Linked DNA regions of Mus musculus: region 1 is linked to region 2. The links are chromatin contacts, called in public promoter capture Hi-C maps. All regions are on one chromosome and are shown on one strand. The core of a region is the stretch at or near the end of the contact, and the rest is flanking DNA. Distances in the headings are between cores, read along the strand shown.

Evidence for each region. Capture Hi-C pulls out chosen DNA fragments and counts their contacts.
Region 1: a promoter capture Hi-C map of liver shows a contact between it and region 2. The contact joins the promoter of S100a14 here to the promoter of Slc27a3 in region 2. A contact is called at or near these places in 7 of 39 promoter capture datasets (the C10 cell line, cranial neural crest, frontonasal cranial neural crest and 4 more), 1 of 115 datasets of contacts at active chromatin or transcription factors (embryonic stem cells) and 3 of 9 other capture datasets (adipose tissue, liver and pancreatic islet).

What each region holds. Positions count from the first base shown.
Region 1 is chr3:90,525,416-90,528,115 of GRCm38.p6, forward strand. S100a14 (S100 calcium binding protein A14) reads left to right here and starts at 1,434. Exons shown (of 4, transcript NM_025393.4): 1 at 1,434-1,484; 2 at 1,757-1,878; 3 at 2,299-2,445; 4 at 2,663-2,700. The coding sequence starts at 1,849.
Region 2 is chr3:90,388,562-90,391,261 of GRCm38.p6, forward strand. Slc27a3 (solute carrier family 27 (fatty acid transporter), member 3) reads right to left here and starts at 1,377. Exons shown (of 10, transcript NM_011988.3): 1 at 611-1,377; 2 at 129-338. The coding sequence starts at 1,229.

The DNA.
Region 1 (2,700 bases), core at 184-2,683, 140 kb after region 2:
TGTTGGGGAGGTTAGGTTACGAAGACAAGAATGGCTAGAACTGGCCTGGAGAAATATTGCTCAAATATGACAGGGAGAGGGAGCTGTGGTAGTTGGAGCATTTAGGGACAGAGTTTTCCCTCCCAAGTATCCTCTGACTTGAGGAGCAAGTGTTTTGTATAACTCACCACTAGAGAGAGTAGGGGTGTGGCAGTGATGTAAGCCCTGGGTTGTCACTGCTGTAACTGTGGATGTCCACTTGGGGCAGCTAGTCAACCAGAGAAAAATTAGCAGAGACAAATTCCCCATCAAGAGGCAGGAAAGAGGCCCCAGAGGGACCCCAGAGGGATGTCGGTAGACACATTTGAGAGGTTTTCCGAATTCCTGGCCCTTCAGATGACGAGACCCTTGTAGGGTCTCCAGATTGATGCCTTTCAGAGGTCTCTAAATGAGACATGTAGACAAATCCCTGATTGAGACCAGAAATACAGGAGCCCTCCAGCATGTGACACAGGAAGACTGTCTGGGCATATTCTCTGATTTCAGAGTAAGGAAGGGAATTTTGACTCTAGGTCCATGCAATCCTTCCACTGACTCCTCTGTCCTTCCACCTGTCTCTGCTTCCCTGTGGCTTTAGGCCCTAGGTCCTGGGCAGGTAGGAAGGCTAGTTGGGTTAGTCACAGTCCTAGGAAATACAGTTTAGGTTTCCCCTGGGGTGCCTGGGTAGTAGCTTGGAGGGCTGGTATTGAGATGCCGTTCAGGGAGAGGGTAGGACTTTGAAGGAGGGAGGAGGTAGCAGTGTAACCAGTTTGGAGAGGTGGTTACCTGCCAGGTAACTCCTTTGAGCTTGCACATGTGCACCCTGGGCTGCTGCAGGGTGCTGGCAGGACTTCAGGTGAAGGCTCAGTGCCTTCCCAGTACTGGGACACACTCCTCTGGCCTCTCCTTTCAACCTTTCATCTCTAGGCTGTCAGGACTGAGAGGCTTGACTCTAGGTTTCAGCAGGCCCGAGTGATCCAAGCCAAATTAGCTCTAGTTGGAAGGGAGAGGAGAAGAGAGATGCCAAAGCACAGAGATCCATGGGCCTCGTTCAAGCTTCTCCTTCCATAAGCTTCCGTTGATCAGCCCTTGCTTCTCTTTTGTCGACCCCCTCTGCTCCCCTGCATCATAGCTGCCTCAGGTTCTTACCCTCCTAGCTAAGATCCCCTCTGCATCTCCCTAGCTTTTCTTTTTCCTCTCCCTGTGACTCTGTAAGGTGATCTTGCGCCAGGGGCATCCCGTACCCAGCCCTCCACGGCTTCCTCCTCATGATAGGGGTGGGGACTGACTCTAGAGCTGTAGAGGGTGGGGCTCATAAAGCTGGCTCCCAGCCCAGGAGGCTGCAATAGCTGGGGTGGCTGAGGGATAAGGCCCTGGCCCTGCCCCGTCTCCCCTCCCTTCCCCCAGGTATAAGAGCAGAGCTCAGGTGAGCTGGCTCCTCCATCCTGTCTCCCAGCTGCCAGCAGGTAAGAAAGCTCAGCGCCTTCAACCTGGATGGGCTGTCCTTCTCCAGGGAGCAACCCATGCCTCTCTTGCCCAAGTCTTACAGGGGTGGCTGGAGGAGGTGGGAAGGAATGGAGCTGAGGGGGATTCCCTCTGAGTGAGTTGGCTTGGGGGCTGTGGCTTTGTCAGGGGCTGGATCAGTGAAGGTGAAGGCATATGTTGGGTGGAGCCAAACGTGGTCGTGAAAAAAAGAAGAATGAGCTTTCTTCTCACCTTAGGTCTCCCCCTCCTCTAGGTAGATCATGATCCATCAGCTCCTGTGGGGCAGGCTATAGGACAGACGACAAAACTCAACTCACAGAAGGAAGGACCAGTGTACCAGGAACGATGGGACAGTGTCGGTCAGCCAATGCTGAGGTGGGCCCGTTCATCTGGCCTGTCTTTCTGTTCTTACATTCACCTCTTCTGTTATGAGGGTTTGCGCCCCCTCACTGAATTCTGCTCTCTTCCTAGGCCTTGGCCTGTAGATATTGCCAGCAAGTCCCAAATCCCCTCCCTTGTGCCTACACAGGGTGATGCAAATGAATTTCTTCTGGAAATAGGATGTCTGGGCACATGCTAGAGCCTGCCCTGCCTGAGATCGGGGGTGTAGGGCTTGCCTAATCTTAAGGCAGAGGCCACTGTGCCCTAGACGCTGTGCCAGAGGAGAGGGAGTGGGCAGGATTCTGGCCTCTAGAGTGTCTTCTAGCCACTTTCTACCCTGTTGACTTTCCAGGCTCCTGAGAAGGGTTTTGTAGGGTGGGTGGGCCCTCCTCATGTGGGTTGTATCTCCTTCAGGATGCCCAAGAATTCAGTGATGTAGAGAGGGCCATTGAGACACTCATCAAGAACTTCCATAAATACTCTGTGGCGGGTAAAAAGGAAACACTGACCCCTGCTGAGCTTCGAGACCTGGTTACCCAGCAGCTGCCACACCTCATGCCGGTACTGAGGGAGTGGACCCTCCCCACCCCCCACCCATACCCCTGACTTCCCAAGCTAGTGCTCCAGGACCCCACCCCACTGGCATTGGGAACCCTGTATCTTTCCCCTTTGTGGACACCTGGTAGGTTCCTGTCCTACTACTTGCCCCAGGCCAGGGTGGGGCAGGAAGATCTGGAAGTGCTGCCTTGTTGAGTTTTGATGTCTTTCCTGTCCTCAGAGCAACTGTGGGTTAGAAGAGAAAATTGCCAACCTGGG
Region 2 (2,700 bases), core at 127-2,626:
TGGAAGGAGAGAAGCTGTGCCTGGGATGGTGTCCAGGGTGATCTGAAAGTGACAAGCGTCCCAGTCCTCTCCCCAGACCTTGCCACCCTCTGCCTCAGTGTCTGAGAAGTATTGTATCCAGTCCTCACCAGTAGTGCCAGAGGTGAAGATGTACAGGCAGGTGTCCATTATGTTCTGGGGGGCAGAGAGGTACCCCGGCACTGGCTCATCCACTTGGTCTGCTGCTTCCGATAGCAAATTGCTGATTCCAGCTACATTAGTTTCAGGGCCCGTCGCCCATAGGTGGAGCCCCATGGCTCTCAAGGCCGGCAGGTCCGGCTCCAGGGACTCCAGGAACTCTACAAGGGTAGGCAAACCCAGCTTCGAGGTTCTCCAGCTACTCTAAAGCCTTCCATCACCTGGTTGGTTTGCTCTGTCCTTGTGCAATGCTCTAGGGTGAGGGTGGCAATGTGGGGATCCCACGTCTTGCCTGGGACCTGTAATCCGACGGCTTAAGAATTCTTTGGGTCTAGCACATCCCTCCCCAAACCCAGGCCTCTTTCTTATTCCCACTCACTTCTGCACCTCGGGTCTAGGGAGCAGGCGCGCCCTCTCTGGCTCGCAGCCTTACCTGTGGCCAGCACGAGCGCACTCGCACCGCAGCTGCGGAGGCAGTGCAGCAGGGGTCCTCGGCGTAAAGCGGTGGGCACAAAGGCCGTGCGCAGGCCAGCTTTGGCCAGTCCGAACCAAATCCAAAGGAAATCCGGGCCCGCTGGGAGGAGCAGCGCCACGGTCGCCCCGGGTGCCAGAGGGGGCGCGGTCGTCCCTCTAGCAGCCGCATCTCCAGCCGGAGGCGCCACGCGTGCGCCTTCCTCAGTGCTGCCCCTGCCCGAGCCTCGGCGGCCCCCGGTCCAGCCCCGTGCGCGCAGAAAGGCGCGAGCAATCCGGTTGCTCTCGCGCTCAGCCTCCGCGTAGCTAAAGCGCTGCGCGCCGTGGATGAGGAAGGTGTGTGTCGGCTGCTCCCGGGCCAGGTACGCGAGACGCCAGGCCAGACTGCACCCGCTCTCAGAGCTTTCGGGGTCGGCGGCCGCTGCGGCCAGCGCGCGTGCTCGAAGGGCCCTTTTGCAGCGGAGGGCGCGAACTGTGAAGGCCAGGTCGGCCGGCAGCCAGCGCAGCTGAGGCCAGACGTCTAGCTTCAGCAGCAGAGGCAGGAGCAAGAGTAAGGGCAGCAGCAGCAGGAGGGCCGCCATGGTGCCCTTTTCCTCTAGTCCGTCCCAGCAGCTCACACACACTCCAGGTGGTCCTTCCTGAAACACTAAGCCAGCTTTGGTCCGGCTCGGACAACCTTTCTTCCCGGGAACGTGGCGCGCGTGCGCTGGCACCCGCCCTTCCCACCCAGCTTCTGCGGTGTGGCGCGGGAGCCAGGAGTGCGAGAGTCGGGGGCGGCCCGGCCCTCCCCACAACCCAGGCCCCGCCCTAGGCGCACACGCTCCGGAATTTGACCGCTGGTGGCCAGCAGCCTGTCGGGTCCAAAGAGGTGCCTACCCTCCAACCCCACAGCTGTGCATTTTCATGGCCACCTAAGCTATTGGCTGGCTTATAGTCCTGGTCCTGGAGCCATTCAATCCTTTGATTGTTCTTTGTCACCCATGATGGGATGGTACCACTGCTCTCTTCCTAAGGCGACTGAAGAATCTGGCCCCTGGCCAGGTCGGGTCTGCAAGTCTGGGCAAAACAGCTGCCTCCAGCTACCAGCAGCAATAGCAACCCCCCAGGGAATGGGTGGGGGAGCCTGAGAATTAAGTTACGGGAAAGGTGGAGGCCAATCTGCCAGACTTGTGAAGGGAAGCCCTTCATTTTAGGCAAGGATACAATAATTGGGACCAGGCAGCAAATGTTTCCCATCCTGGTTTTAATCGGTGCAGTGGAAACTGGGGATGGGAAGAGGAAGAAAAAAGAGGCCTCTTGGTGGTTTAGAGTTTCAAAAGTAGTGGCTTTAAAAGAGCATGGATTCTCAGAAGAGGAAAATGTCCAGGCTGAATCAATGGAGTGTGTGCACTAAACCTAGCCTTTACCTCTCCTCAGCAAGGCATCGAATGTCCCTGGACAGGGAAGCTGAAAGCATGATCTGGGACTATCCTCTGCTGCTATATGGGGACAGTAAGCAGTCAGACTGGAAGAGCGTCTCCTGCCCTGGCATTTGAGCTTTCATCCTCTCTCCTTCAAAACTCAACGTAGAGCACCCTTCCCTGCCTAAACCCCTGGGAACAGTGCACTTACTAAAGTGAGGGGCGAATGCTGGCTTTGGAGGATATGGAGGTCTTAGGTGTGTGGATTATGTGCACGCTTGAGTGCACTTGTGTATTCATGGGGTGGAGGCCCAAGGTACAAGTCAGGAATCCTAGATCACTCTCCACCTCATTCGTCAAGGTAGGCTCTCTCAGCTGAACCCTGAGCTCACTGATAGCTAGCCAGCCATCTGACTCCAGGGACCCAGTCTCTGCCTTCTGAGCTCTGGGATCATAGGCAAGCCACCATAGAACTCTGGTCCTCATTCGTGTGTGGCAAGTTTTTTATCTACTAAGTAACCCCTCCCCTCCCCTTCCCACCCCACCCCACCTCCTAAAGATGAAGTTCCCGAGAAGCAATGGGCAAGGCCAGCCAGCCTGCAGGGAGATGGTGCCAGCATCAGCTTCTAAGTGGAAAGGTTAGATGTCTGAC